3 separate regions of the Sus scrofa genome follow, and regions 2 and 3 are each linked to region 1. A link is a contact called in public Hi-C and HiChIP or PLAC-seq data. All regions are on one chromosome and are shown on one strand. Each heading gives the region's core, a stretch centred on a gene start, on an enhancer-like site or on the middle of the called end of the contact. The rest is flanking DNA. Distances are from core to core; before and after follow the strand shown.

Evidence for each region. Hi-C and Micro-C count contacts between places; a contact is called where the count stands out from the background. HiChIP or PLAC-seq counts read pairs in DNA pulled down with a chosen protein or histone mark.
Region 2: a contact with region 1 is called in an H3K27ac HiChIP or PLAC-seq map of alveolar macrophages. The contact joins the promoter of EXO5 here to the promoter of NFYC in region 1. A contact is called at or near these places in 1 of 47 Hi-C or Micro-C datasets (heart right ventricle) and 1 of 2 datasets of contacts at active chromatin or transcription factors (alveolar macrophages).
Region 3: a Hi-C map of liver shows a contact between it and region 1, with 5 times the contacts expected there. The contact joins the promoter of CTPS1 here to the promoter of NFYC in region 1. A contact is called at or near these places in 2 of 47 Hi-C or Micro-C datasets (heart right ventricle and liver) and 1 of 2 datasets of contacts at active chromatin or transcription factors (alveolar macrophages).

What each region holds. Positions count from the first base shown.
Region 1 is chr6:170,484,111-170,489,191 of Sscrofa11.1, forward strand. It overlaps NFYC (nuclear transcription factor Y subunit gamma), which reads right to left and starts at 1,902. Exons shown (of 10, transcript XM_021096986.1): 1 at 1,685-1,902. LOC110261254 (a long non-coding RNA gene) reads left to right here and starts at 2,397. Exons shown (of 2, transcript XR_002345276.1): 1 at 2,397-2,458.
Region 2 is chr6:170,654,953-170,659,764 of Sscrofa11.1, forward strand. It overlaps EXO5 (exonuclease V), which reads right to left and starts at 2,173. Exons shown (of 3, transcript XM_003128112.4): 1 at 1,930-2,173; 2 at 1,080-1,413. It overlaps LOC110261413, which reads left to right and starts at 1,129. Exons shown (of 4, transcript XM_021097706.1): 1 at 1,129-1,170; 2 at 1,543-1,783; 3 at 2,022-2,083; 4 at 2,160-3,101. The coding sequence starts at 1,129. The coding sequence ends at 2,639.
Region 3 is chr6:170,229,834-170,234,637 of Sscrofa11.1, forward strand. CTPS1 (CTP synthase 1) reads right to left here and starts at 3,272. Exons shown (of 19, transcript XM_005656199.3): 1 at 3,100-3,272.

The DNA.
Region 1 (5,081 bases), core at 652-3,151:
TGTACCCCCAACAAGCTGCCTCTAATGACTCCCGATTAGAACAAAAGTTTTTTGAAATATGAACCAAATAGAGCTGACAAGTTCTGTTACTTAAGACAAGATGCAAGAACATATGCACTGGCATATTTTCATCCCAGGTTACTTATTTAAAACAATTTTTTTTCTTAAAGTGCCTATGAGGGTGGGTGTTTTTTTTTAGGCACACATAAAAGGAAATAAATGAGCCAAGATCCAGGCTCTGTCAAGCTCTCTTCCACTGAAGAGGAACCTAACAATATACTTTCAAACAAATAACTGTCAAATAGCTGATATTTGCTAGAAAGAATAGCTTTGGAAATCTGGGAACTCAGCCCTGACCTCTATCTTTCCTAGAGCAGTAAAACTTCATATAGAACATTTCAAAACTAGTTGTATGGTCCTGAGACCTGATAATTTATAATTACACTAATATAATTCTCAAATGTGACAATGTTTCCAAAAATGCTTCTACCGTTTCACTCCTATAGATTTGTTACTATTTAATGCTGTGCCTCCTATGTTCCGCATTCAACCATGCTTTCCTATCCAACAGAATCCCTCTCTTAGCCTGGGTCTGTTTATTTTCCTCCTCACATCCCAGGTCTGGTAACTGTGGATGGACTCGAGGGCTCCACCGAAAACCTCAATGTTCCAACACTGGCACGCCAGCAAAATTCCTGATCTGATCCTACTGTTCGGATATGTCGCTAAGGCCCTGATGCCCTCTCCTCCATGGCCTCAGACCTGACATCCACCGACATCAGGGTCACTCACTACCTGTGTTACACTCCTGCATCTAAGTCTAGCATCCCTGCATCTCGGTGATTCCCTCAAGCTGTAACTAGGGTTTAAGCGTTTCCAAGCCTGGCACCCTTGCAGCTTGCACGCCCCTATCCCGGACCATGCATGTTCCACGGAGGATACCTCTGGAATTTGGAGTGCCTCCCATTCCCGGCCATGCACAGGAACACAGGCTACCCCCGAAGTGACTGCCAGACCACCACCCTCTCTGCCCCCTGAAGGCCTTTACGGCTCGCTCCCAACCTCCTCCCCACGCCTGCGCCGTAGGAGGTCACCGTCCTGCAGCCCGAGCCCAAGACGCGCGCATCCCTACAGCCTCCGATCCCTTCCTCACCCCCTAGGCCGGAGCCAGCGCGACCAATAACGTGCCAGGTCCGCGGCCTCCCCGCCACCGACCAATCACGAGCGAGCCCCCCCGCAGTCGCCTTCCGCCAATGGGAGAAAGCCCGCGGGCCGGGCCGACAAGCTCACGGACCCCACGAGCGCAGCGGAGGCGACAGCGGCGGGCCCGGCGAGGACACAACATGGCGGCGGGCAGGCCGAACCGAACTGCAGCAGCGGCCGCGCGAGGGCAGTGAGGGCCGCGCCGAAGGCGGGAAGCGCCACCCCTCCCCCCGCCGCCGCCGCTCCCCGCTCCCGCTCCCTCCCGCGGACGCTCCCGCACACTCACACGCCTCCTCAGGAGTCCAGCGAGGAGCAGGAGCCGCCCCCGCGCCCTTGCGGCGTCGGGCAATGCAGAGACCTGGGCGCGGCGGAGGGGAGGGGGACGCGTGCGTCACGGAGAACGGAGCGCGCGCGAAGCGGGGGCACAAACAAGATGGCGGCCACGCCGTTTGCCCCGTCTCCCCCCTTCCCCTCCCCCCACCTTGGCGCCTTGACTCCCAGTGTCTTTAATACGCAGAAGCTAAGTTGCTTGAAGTCTCGCGAGAATTGCGAAGGGCGGCGGCACGGTGAGGCGGGATGAGGCGTGAGGCTTCTGGCCCCGCCCCTCGAGGCGGTCCGGAGGCGTTTGCGCTGCGACCTCCTAGGAGGAGCCGTCGCCGAGAAGCTGTCCTGTGTGCACACTTAGGAATTTTAGGGAATAAGCAGTTGTTGTAGGTCTTTTTTTTTTTTTTTTTTTTTTTTTTTTTAATTTGAGAGAGAGGAGCTGAGGGATGGAGGGCGACGTGGGAATGCCAGACTAGGGCGCCGTTAAAGAAGTTAGCTACCTGCACCGCGAAAGGGGGTTCTAACCCCAAAACTGAAGTGGTGTGTTCCACCAGAAAGAACAGCGCTTCCCAAGAATGGTCAGCTTGTAGCCTTACCTCAGCAGGGACGTTGTTTTCCTCACTCGAATGCAGTTTAAAACTTCTTCAAAAACTGGTGGAAACTGAACTGCAATGAGCATTACAACTTTTTCATATTTAGCTCTCTAAATCGACACAACAACTTAGTCCAAAGGCGTTATCATTATTTCCTTTTTTTTTTGCTTTTTGGGGCCGCACACGCGGCATGTGGAGCTTCCCAGGCTGGGGGTCTAACTGGAGCTACAGCTGCAGGTCTACACCACGGCCACAGCAACGTGGGATCCAAGCGGCATCTGCGACCTACACCACAGCTCACGGCAACGCTGGATCCTTAACCCCCTGAGCGAGACCAGGTATCGAACCCACAGCCTCCTGGTTTCTAGTCAGATTCGTTGCCGCAGCACCACAACAGGAACTCCATTAGCATTATTTCTTTCTTACAGGTGATGGAACTGAAGCGCAGAGGGTTAAATAATTTGATCAAGTCTCTGCAGCTCAAGTATCAAAGCTCCACTTGAATAGCTCCCAAACCTTTAAAAAAATGCATCGAATATATTTGAATGGCATTATCTACGGACAGTTCCTGTCAGGTAGCAAACACAGAGAGAAATGAGACTGCCCCTGCTGGTAGTTACCATGAATTTTACGAAGGATCTTGGAGCCTCTCTGAGGAGCCACTTGGAGCCACCCCTGCAGGGTCCTCAACCATAACATCAATATGTTGTTTCCTTCCTTTGAGTTCACGACCCTGGTGATAAAGAAGTAGAGCAGAGCGGAATTAACCCTTAACTCGAATTCAGGAACATTGTCTGCAGCCCTAACAAATCTCACTCCAGGCACTCAATCAATATTTGATGAGTGAATGAACAAAACCTAACTAGTTACAAGACATCTGACTTCCCTGAGTCTCAGATTTCTTCATCTGTAAAACGATCTAATTCCTACCTCCTGGGAGTGCTGGGGAGATGGAATGCAATTATGTAAGGGAGAATATATAAATTGCAAAAGTGTAAAGAAGTTAGTGGTAATATTTTCAGACAGAAATGGCATAAAAAGTTAAAAACAGACTTAAAATAAGAAATAGTCATGCTGGAGTTCCCGTTGTGGCTCACCAATAATGAATCCGACTAGTATCCATGTGGCTGTGGGTTCGATCCCAGGCCTTGCTCAGTGGGTTAAGGATCCAGTGTTGCTGTGAGCTGTCATGTAGATTACAGATGCAGCTCAGATCTGGCATTGCCGTGGCTGTGGCGTAGGCCGGCATCTGTAGCTCTGATTGGAACACTAGCCCCCCTGGGAACTTCCATATGCCACAGGTGTGGCCATTAAAAAAAAAAGTATATTGAAAGAAGAAAAAGAGAGCCAAAAAAAAAAAAAAAAACAGAGGACTAGTATGTTGAGATAGAAAAGCTTAGCGAATGGAAAAAATGCTACGTAAATCTCTACAAATATTTAATGAGCAATTATGGCATGTACTATGCTTGTGCAAAAACAAAAGTGCAAGAAGCAACACAATTATACTTGTAAAAGCAAAGTAAAAATGTGTAGGAAGCAGCACAAATTAGGATTATTAGTGATCATTATAATGAAGTGTTGACACTATATAGAGGCTGCAGTCGGTTTCCCTCGGAATTAAACTAATAAAAATGTACACATTAAAAGAAGTTAGCCAAGGGTGCTAGTAAACGCCTGTAACGACGACGGGTCGTGCTCAAGCACCGTCTGCTCAGGGGAAGTCAGGAAGGGTCTTCCCCGCTAGAGGTTAACCCTTCGGTCGCCAGGCTGTGAGGAGCAAATCCCGGGGGAGGGGTTTGTCCGAAGGCTTGGAACAGCAGCCATTTCCCAGCCGGTAGGAAAATAGTTCAGGATTTTGATAGTCAGTATGTAACTGGTAACCGTCACACCAATACAGGCTGAACGTGAGTCCTTTGCGGTAGACTATGGTTATCAATGTTCTCTGCCTCTCCTTTGCTAAAACCTTCCCCGTCAGGTCTGCCCCTAGGAGATTATATTTCTCACCCTAATGTCATCAAGCCTGGCTTTGTTTTGGTCCATGAAATGTGAGTAGAAGTAGCTTGAGCCACTTCTGAGCAGACGTGTACGAGCCATCTTTGTCCTCTGCCATGAAAGGAACATGTTCCAAGTAGAGCTGCTTCTCAGGTTTTGGTCCCAGAGTGAAGATGTACAGAGCCACAGCTGGCACACAGGATTCGTAAGGGATGTGAATAAGAAAGAAAACCTCGGGAGTTCCCGTTGCAGTGCAGCATCAGCGAACCCAGCTAGTATCCGTGAGGATGTACGTTCAATCCCTGGCCTGGCTTAGTGGGTCCGGGATCCAGTGTTGCCCTGAGCTGTGGTGCAGTTTGCAGATGTGGCTCAGATCCCATGTTACTGTGGCTACGGCGTGGGCCAGCCGCTATTGCTCTGAGTGGGCCCCTAGCCTGGGAACTTCCATGTGCCATGGGTGCGGCCTCTAAAAAGCAAAAAAAAAAAAAAAAAAAGAAAGGAAGAAACTTTGTTATAAGCCCCTGAGGTTGTTTTAGTTGTTTGTTACTGCATTAGCTAGCCTAAACTAGCAAATACAGCTGAAATTAGCTGGCCAAGAGCTTATCTAGAAGCATGACCAAAAAACAAACCCAGGAGTTCCCGTTGTGACCCAGTGGAAACGAATCCAACTAGTATCTGTGAGGATGCGGGTTCGATCCCTGACCTCACTCAGCGGGTCAGAGATCTGGTGTTGCTCTGAGCTGTGGTGTAGGCCCCAGACGAGGCTCAGATCTGGTGTGGCTGTGGCTGTGGCCAGCAGCTGTAGCTCCAATTGGACCCCTAGCTTGGGAACTTCCACATGCCACAAGTGTGGCCGGAAAAAAAACAAAAAAACAAAACTCTGAGCTCATTCATACTACTCTCCAGGCAGATGAGATGGTAGCGCTTGTTGACCAAGTTCAGTATCCTATTTAGAGAGAGATTCTTTGA
Region 2 (4,812 bases), core at 923-3,422, 170 kb after region 1:
TATCTAGACCTGAGGTATATGACATGCAGCCACCAATCACATATAGCTATTTAAATTAAAACTAGTTAAAATTAAGTAAAATTTAAAACCCATTTTCTCAGTTGCATTCAGCACATGTCAAGTGTTCAGCAGCTACATTTGGCTGATGGGGACCACATTAAAAGGCACAGACCTAGAACACGTCCCTGATCACAGTGCTCCTGGACAGTACTGGTTTAGATTATTTCCTGTGTGCGTATTAATGCCCCAAAGAGAGTATAAGGTCCTGAGATGTATGGACTTCCTACTGTTCTACAAACAAACAACACTCGAAACAGAATAGCCCTTAACAGCTAGTGAAATGTTTGCAGAGAAGACATAAAAGGGAGGCATTATCTGTGGAATTATTCATCTAAAGAAGAAAACAAGGCACAAGGGATGGACAATTTAGACATAGATGTGTTGCTTGGACACTGCAGGAAAAAAATCCATGCAAGAGCATGATACAATGCATCGCGTCCCAAACGCAATTTGTATCTTTTGACAGGAGATGATTTTACATGGTACATAGACTAACACCTTCAGATACATCTTGGAGTGTATATAAAGCCTCTACAGCATCTGTCAAATGAATAATTTCATATGCAGTGTTTCTCAGGACAAGTTTGATTTTTTAAATAAATGTAAGTAAAAAATTAAAAATATGAGAATAACAATATAGGGAGTACATAGGTGTGGCAGAAATAGTTGGTGGAGGTAAGTGAATGGGGTGTTTGGGAAACACCAGCACAGAGAGTTTAGGGGTCCTACAGACCTGGATTCTGAACCAGGTTAGGTCAGTAGCATTTAGTAGTAGGCTACTTGTCCTACGATTACTCTTGGAAAAGTTTTTAGTTTTCCTGGGGCTGCTGACACTCCTTTAAAATTAGAAGCGCTCCTTCAAACCATAGGCACCTACCCAAACAACTGAATGATGACAGTATATACTTCCTGGCACTCAGCAAACATGAATCTCCTTCTTCCCAAGGAAGAGATGAGATAGTATAGCTATTCCCTCTGACAAATGAGAGTACATTTTAGGAGAGGAAACTTTTACTCACCTGGGACTTGGTTGATCTTCCTCCTCAAAAGGAAAGGCAGAATGCTGAAATGACAAGGCTGGCGGTGGAGAAAGAAGCTCTGAAAGATCAGGTCTGTAATCGGAGAATCCAGATTAGCAACTCTGGGCCTTGCTGTGGTGAACAGGGACTTTTGGTCCTTTCTCACGACCAGTCCCTCACATTGCGGCGTTTCCTCCTCTCTGATCCACACTGCACATTGTTGCCCACCCTAGATCCTGGGTAAGGCCCACCTCTCTCCGAGGGCAAATTCTCCGTGACTTCTTCGTTTCCCCCCAGTACCCTGGTTGCAGTGACTTGATTCCATCCCTGCTCCCTGCAAGTAAAAGTGTCAGCAATAAAAAAGGTCCCCCAGGAGCTCCGAGGTCAGTTCCCTCTTTCAGCCTCACCTCGACCCAGAAGTTCGGGCACAGATCTCAGGTCAGAGGCTTTTCCTCTCTGATAGGTTCCTGCCGCCTGCAGAACTGCCACTGCCTTCACCTTCAACATCCTGACTTGTTCGGTGCTGCCCGGACTTGCGGGCTCCGAGTACTTCTGCCTGCAGCGGGGACCTTCCCACCGGCCCCAAACCACCGTCCCCCCAGGAGTTTCATGCATGCCCGAAAGTCTACTGGGCACTCCCTACAAGGAGCAAGCAAGGGGTCGCTGGCCTCCGGAAGGGGTCCTAGCCGACAGCAGGGTCTCCGGCGCGCGGAAGATCCTGAACCCACAGGAGCAGACAAGATAAGCGGCTGCGCCGGAGCCTCTCCCACCCGGCAACCGCGGGGACAGATCCCTGGGCGCCAAAACGCAACCCCTCATCCCTCCACCCCATCTGCCGGGCTTCCTTTACCCTTAGATGCTCCTCCGAACCCCGGACTCCACCGTTCCCAACGCAGCTTTGGCATCGCTCCCCGACGCTTCCGCGGGACGCGCAAGTGTGAGTCCCTCCGAAGACCTTTCGTTGCCCACTTCGCATTAAGCCTCCAGGAAACCAGGCCCAGAAGGCCCGGCGGCTGCGCAAGGACCGCCTCCTCCCAGAGGCCCCAGCGGCACCGCCCAAGGACCGCCTCCTCCCAGAAGGCCCGGCGGCTGCGCAAGGACCGCCTCCTCCCAGAGGCCCCAGCGGCACCGCCCAAGGACCGCCTCCTCCCAGAAGGCCCGGCGGCTGCGCAAGGACCGCCTCCTCCCAGAGGCCCCAGCGGCGCCGCCCAGTCCTCGCGAGTCTGCGGCGCTAGCAGGAGTCCACCTCGCTGGATAGGCGGAGGGTTTGGACGCTGGTGTCTACGCTTGAGGAGGCCGTGCCTGTTCGCCGCTGGCCGTGCGTGTGGCTGGATTTGGAACGGGATTGCGCTGTTACTTGACGTCGAAGCTCTCTCTCACCCTCGGGGGCTCCCGGCTACCGCCAAACCAGTCTCTGCCCGTTACTGCTGCATCTGTGCCTTGTCACCGTGGATTCTGTGTCCCCTTCTTTGCACAGCTGAGGGGACAGCCATCCACTCACTTTCCAAAGACGGTAGTGCTCGTCTCATCAATGTGTTTTTTCTGTTGGCTTACTTTTAAATTAGCCCTTTTATTAGGAAATATAACGCAGTTATATCCTGAAGTATAATATAAAGGTTAAGTAATTACTGAACAGACATTTCATCATGTACAACAAAAAATAGAATGGTATCAGGCCCTTAACAAATACACTCCCATGCCTCCTTCCTGCGGAAACCACTAGCCTGACTTTTATGACAATTACTTTCCTTTTCTTTACAGTTTTATCACATATTTGGAAACTTGATTTATGACAAAAGCAGCAAGACATAGCAATGGAGAAAAAAAAGAATGTCTCTTCAACGAACAGTCTGCTACAATAGGGTATACTTATGAACAAAATATAAAATGAGACCCCTATCTTACTTCATCGCAACTCTCAATTCCAGGAGGATTAAAGGCCTAAATACATTTCCGACTTTTGAATGGGGAAAAAGTCCTTAAATAAAAATAGAAAAATGTTTTTTGTTTTTGTTTTAAAAACTGCAAAGGATATTTTGGGTCAGTTGGGGAAATTTAAACATGACACATATTAGATAATAGTGTCAATTGTGTATATCCTGAGTGTGAAAATGATTTGTGGATGTGTAGGAAAATGTCCCTGTTCTTGGAAATATGAAAGTTGAGGAGAATCTTAAGTGAAATCTGAGTGGTCATTGCTCTATTGAAGCTAGAGAGGTTTCTGCCTCCTCCCAAGTATAGCCTTCCTTCACCAGGATGTAATTCCCAATGCCACCGAAGCCCCTCTTTAACCCTTCCATGCATGGGCCTGTTATCTTCAAGTAACCGTTGAGGGAGCAATGGTGCTGGGTGGAATGAAGAGGATTCAAAAATGGTCATGCTATGGGGAAAAGAAATATCCTGGACAGCAGGACGATGTTCCCCCAAAACTTGCATTCTCAAATTTCAAAAAATATTACCCTTTCCCCAAAAGGCTATCTTAAGAAGCCTGGTCATTTAAGGCCCATCCGTTTACAAAAGTCATTGAATTAGTTCTTCCACCTTCAGGGATATCTGTAACCATGGAAATACTGTCGGACACAGGTATGTTTTCCTCTTTCCGTATTATCTTATTATCTTAGAGCATAGAATTTGTACCTCTAAATCACACTGATTAGTCTTCCATTTACGTATTTATATGGTACAAATGTTTATCTATATGAATGCTCTCTTGAGCTTCACTGTCCAACACAGTAGCCACGAAGCATTTATGGTTCTTAAGCACTTGAAATGTGGTTAGTTCAAAATGAGATATGCTATAATTATAAAATACTGTTATTTTGAAGATTTAGTTTAAAAAATTAATTTATTAATAGTTATATTGATTACATGTTAAGTGATAATATCTGGATATATTGTGTCATATGAAATATATTTTTAAAATTAAGTTTACTTATTTTTATTGTATTGCTGTAGCTGTTAGAAAAATTATAATTTATGTGGTTCACATGCATGTGGTGGCTCACATATTTCTCTTTGAAGGTGCTGTTCTCAAGCATCAGAACCTAAGGGAGAGGAATTTATCTTGTTCCAGTTTGTGTTCCTCATAGGTGCTAGAACAATTACTGACATGATTTTTATATGCTTGAGAAACCCACTGACAATATTCTGTATCTGAGACTCTTCTCTTCTCTGTACTAAGATTAGCCTGTCTTCAGCCAAACACTAATTTCTGGTCATTTTCAGGGCATTGCTTAGTTGGAGAAAGCCAGAAAAGGTAGCCCTAAGCTAGGAAGTTGGGGAGATGGGAATGAATTAAGGATGTAAGACTGGGCTATGCTTTTGCTAAAACAGGCAGCCTCAAATGTAGGATATTTGTACCCTTGAATCAATTAAGGTTTAATCATTTATCAGGTTGAAAATCCAGGAGCCCTAGCTTCAGGTGATGCTTGATCCAGGTGTCAGTGTGACCAGAACTGAGTTTTCTCTCTCTGGTTCTTAGATTTATTTCTCTTTATTTTTCTATTTATAGGCAATCTCCCTCCCGTCCACTGTCATTAGCTTCCAGGGACAGTCTTCCAGATTATGTCCAGTGGGAGAAAAAGGAGGTCTATTTCCCCAAAACCTCAAAGATAGGGTCCAGAAATTGTCCCACTGGCCCTTATTACTAAAACTGGAGCTGTAAGTACCCTGACTCAACTGTCAGTTTTCCTCCATTTCAAACAAAGGGGTTGCAGTCAAGATTATACTTGCT
Region 3 (4,804 bases), core at 2,022-4,521, 250 kb before region 1:
TTGCCGCCAAACTCTGCAACACCAGGCGGGTGCGTCCTTTTCCCTACGCGGGAAAAAGATTTCGATCTTAGATAAGCACTCGGATTGCTCATAAAACAGGTAACATCTTTGGCTAAACTGTAACGTATCGCCAAGAAAATACAGCTCCTGTCGTTTATGGAAGACAGAATCAAAGGAAAGGACTTCAACATTTAAAAGGGGTTGCAGTGAAAACCAAGGATCTTTTCGTTAAAGGTAGCTCTCCTCGGTCCTTTAATAACTTGCTGCTTGCCAGCAACCTCGTCCAGGTGTGCCACGCAGACAGCCCGTGGCCTGGAGGAAAGGGACATGAAGAATAACCAGTCCCAAGCACGCCATGGTCGGAGGACTCAGAGGGGAGATTGGGTTAAGTCCTAAGAGCAGGCCAGTGGCGCAGGGAGCGCACGACAGAGACTGGGGGGGAGAGAAAGGGGTCGATGGCCGCGCAACAGCAGCAGAGGCGACGGCTCCCCGGGCAGCCTGTATCCCTGGCCCCGGCTTCGCGGGCCCCGTAAACCCGAATGCGACCAAGATGAGGAACACAAGCCCAAGCAGAAGAGAGTGCGAGAACGCTTGCTTTGGCAGGGCTGGGACCTCTTCCTCCCCTGAAGCCAAAGTAGAGTAAGAATAGGCTGCGACAGGAACGAGGAAAGCGGGCAGTGCTGTCTGCAGCGCCCCCCCCCCCCCAGGGCAGGAAGGACACTTGGCAAGGAGATGAGGTCAACGTCCTCCCCTTCCGACGGCAAGGAAGACCCCCGACCACGTCCTGCCTCTTCTGTCCTCCGCGGCGGCACTTCTAAGAGCTCGCCCCCCGGTTTCCGAGAAACGCACACAGGAGCCCCCAAAAGGGCCTTATGGGCAGATAAACAGAGAAAATGCTGGTTCGGTAGCCACCTGGTTTCTTTGCTGCAAGCGCTCTCAGGGCCTTTCATGAGCTGATGTGCGCAGTGACCTCCCAAAGGGATGCTTCATCTGCAGTTTCCCCAAACGGGTCTGACCCAAGTCCCTAACATGTGGGAGACACGCTGTCCTGTCACCTCACGGCCGAACGTTCCCTACTGACACGTGACTGTGAACTGGGCCACATCTTAGAGAGGTTCTAACCAGGCATATCCCTGAGTCGACACCCTGGTCTCACTGACTGGATTCTGGAAGTTTCTAGAAAGTCCTCCGCCATCTTGACTGGGTGATAGAGCAGGTTACTTCCCGAGAAGACGCGTCTCAACCATTTGCATTTGATTTGCCCTGATTTTACTCTGAGGATGACGGCCTCTCTTTGGGGGGCGCTTGCGGTCCCCCACAGCGCCTGGCAATAAATATTTCAACATGATGGGGGGAGGGGAGTGACGGGACTTGGTCCCCCCTATGTAGGTAAGTGGCATTGTGCCAGGCCCCTCGGGGGCTACAAAAATTACTCAGATTTGGGCCGACTTGTTTTTGGGTTTTTGGTGTGTCTTTTGTCTTTCCAGGGTCGTATGCGTGGCATATGGAGGTTCCCAGGCTAGGGGTCTGCTAGGAGCTACAGCTGCCGGCCTCCACCACAGCCACAGCCACACGGGATCCAAGCCACGTCTGTGACCTACACCACAGCTCATGGACACGCCAGAGCCCTAACCCACTGAGCGAGGCCAGGGATCAAACCCACATCCTCAAGGATACTAGTCGGGTTCCTTAACCACTGAGCCACCAAGGGAACTCCCTAGAGCCTATGGTTTAAGTTGCCATCCAGTTAGAGACAGAACATTTAGAAATACACAAGTGACCCAGTAACCCCAGGCCGCAGAGGGCTTAAATGGTGAGGAGAGAACTTTCAGCAGCAAGACCAGGGTCACCTACCACGGCCCATCAGAGGAAGTACAAGTCGGGAAGGGAGGAGAGGATCCAGGCTCCTCCTGCTGTGTTCACCTGAGACGGCAATGGCCTTGAAGAGAAAGGGGACAGAGGGACAGGAAGGCGACGGCTATCTACAGAACACGAGGGCAGCGCCCAGAAAAGAGACAGAGCGTGAGGAGGGGCGGGGGAAACGGGGGGATAAACTGGAAATTCAGGCAAGGACCAAATCACAAGGCAACCTGAAGCCTCATCTGAACTTTCACCTGAAGGTGATGAGCGATGGGAAGGTTTTCAAGTACAGAAGGGACACAAATCAAGATGCTGCAGAGGAACTCAGCAATGAAACACCAGCAAAGACGTTAAACGCTGAGATCGAATTCCAGCTCCACCACTTGTGGATGAAACCTGTCAAAACCACGGGAGGCGTCTGATGCCCCAGTCCTTACAGCTGTTAAATGGCAGTGAGACTCTCCGCATCGCCTGGGTCACAGGACTGCTGAGGATTCAAAATTACAATGAGTGCGGACGTAAGTGCGCCACGCACACGTAGTGAACTTCTTAAAATGCCGCATCCTCATCCTGGGCGGCCAGTGGGTAAGGGGGCCAGCGGGGTGGGGGGGCCGAAGCCGAGCCTTCCCAGCACAAGGAGGCCGTCGGGCTCCGAGGCCCCTTCCGCCCGCGGCAGCCCGGGCGCGCCGGAGGGGGCCGCAGCCAGGCCGCCGAGCCCATCCCCCACCGCAGCGGGCCCGTCTCGGACCTTGATCCCCTTCCAGCGAGGCTAGGGCCGTGCCCTGAGGCCGGAGGGGCGAGGGCCGGAGCAGTTGCAAGGAGCTGCAGCCGCCGGCGTGCTCGGGGAGGGCTGGGCAGTAGGGGCTCCTGCGCCTCTCCGGCCCTCTCCGTCTCACGAGCCACCCCCGGCCCTCTGATCAGGCAAGCCAGGCCGCGCTGACATGGGCGCTACCGGTCCCAGCGGCCCTTCCCGCCGCCCCACGCCCCCTGCGGCCGGTCTCCCTGGCGGAGCCCGGCCACGCGGCCCCGCGCGCGGGAGCCGGCTCCTAGCCGGCCTGGCCGCCCGCCCCACTCCCGCTAGGCACGCAGCCCATTGGGCAGGCCGGCGGGCCACCTCACCCCTGATTGGTGGGAGCGACGTCTGTCACCGGCGCTGGGGCCGTCCTGCTCCCAGCTCGGCTCCCGCCGCGGGTACCGGCACGGGAGAACAGCTCCCCGGGCTCCCCGGAGTCAGCCTACCTGCGGCCGGCCTTAACCCGGGCCGTCGGCTAAGGCGCTGAGCGGGCCGCGCTGGCGCTGAGCCCCCGGCAGCCAATGCACCAACCCGGCCGCATGCGCCGGGCAGTCTTTCACGGAGGCGGGCTCTAGGCGGTGCGCACGCAGAGATGGGAGGCGGGGCAGGGCGCGGGCCCTCCCTGGGGCGGGGCCTGGGCGAGCCGGGCTCACGGTCCCTGGTGCGCAGGCGCGGGGCGAGTGCGCTTTCCCGTGCGCGGGGCCTGCGGCTGGAGATTGTCCAGTGGTCTCTGCAGACGCCCAGCAGAGGCAGGAGGTTCGAGACTAGGCCGGTTATGGTGCGTCTGCCTTTCTCACGACCAGTGGTGCGGCCTTCCTCTTTTGAGGGGGAGGCTGTTTTGACCCCCCCCCCCCCCGGCACATCCATCACCTGGCTCCAGCCCCCACTCCCCAGCAGCCTTCTGGAGGCGGCGAGATCCATCACGCCTTAGCCCGGAACCGTCCGACCTTGAGCAAGGCGGCGAGACCCAGCCCATCTCTACGCGGCCCGCTCTGAACCGAGGGGCGCTGGCCATGTCACCCCGCCCCCGCCCCCGCCTCTGTAACTGGAAAGGCCCAGAGGAGGGCTGGGCGCAGACTCCTTCCGCAGCTGAAGGGAGGAAGAGCAAGTGAGGCAGAAACAAAAGCCGGTCTGAAGGCCCTGAGGCCCAGAAGAGCCTCCCAGTTGAGCTGGGGAAGAGCTTAAGAGAAGATCAGGCTGGAGAGGGCAGCGGCCCTACCACGCCCAGCATTTTAAACTGAGGATTTTCTTTCCCCTGAGGGCAGTGGAGAGCCTTAGAAACTTAGAGGGGAGGTTTGGTTTTGCATACTGAATACAGGCCCATGCTTATTTTTTTTTTCTCCAAACACTTTACAACAGTATCTTGAAAAGTAAGTCTCCCATCTGTGTATCCCAGTGTTCTGCTTTCTGTCTTTCTTTTTAAATTTTACTTACTTTTTGGAGTTCCCGTCGTGGCTCAGCGGAAGCGAATCCAGCTAGTATCCATGAGGATCTGGGTTTGATCCCTGGCCTCACTCAGTTAAGGATCCAGCGTTGCCATGGCTGTGGTGTAGGCCAGCAGCTGTAGCTCTGATTGGACCCCCAGCCTGGGAACTTGCACATGCCGTGGGTGCGGCCCTAAAAACCAAAAAATAAATAAAATAAATTTTACTTAAATATTGATATTCCCTTATGTTATATTTGAGTATTGTTGATTTACAGTGTTGTGTTAGTCTCAGGGGTACAGCAAAGTGATTCTGTTATTTTCAGTAATAACCTACATGGGAAAAGAATTTGAAAGAGAATAAATACCCGTTTTCTTCCTTGGAAGCAGTTTGTCTCAAGTTCTTGTACACCTTTGTTGAAGGATTTGAAGAAAAGACGTGTGTGATGTGATTTGTATTCAGGAAAATGACTCAAGCAAATGCATTCCAGCAAACCAGTTAGGAGGCTTCTGCAACGGCCCCGAAGAGTCTTCTGGCTTCTTCCATGTCTGAGTCACCACTGCTCCTGCTCTGCCAAGCTGCACTCGGCTCCAACTCCAAAACATGCTTGGGATGTTTCACAGCCACACGGCTTTCAAGAAGCATTTGGTGTTTATCCAAGTGCCTGGGACGTGATAGACCCTGAGAACATACTTGCCAAAGTAACAGCAGTGCTGTAGACGGTACA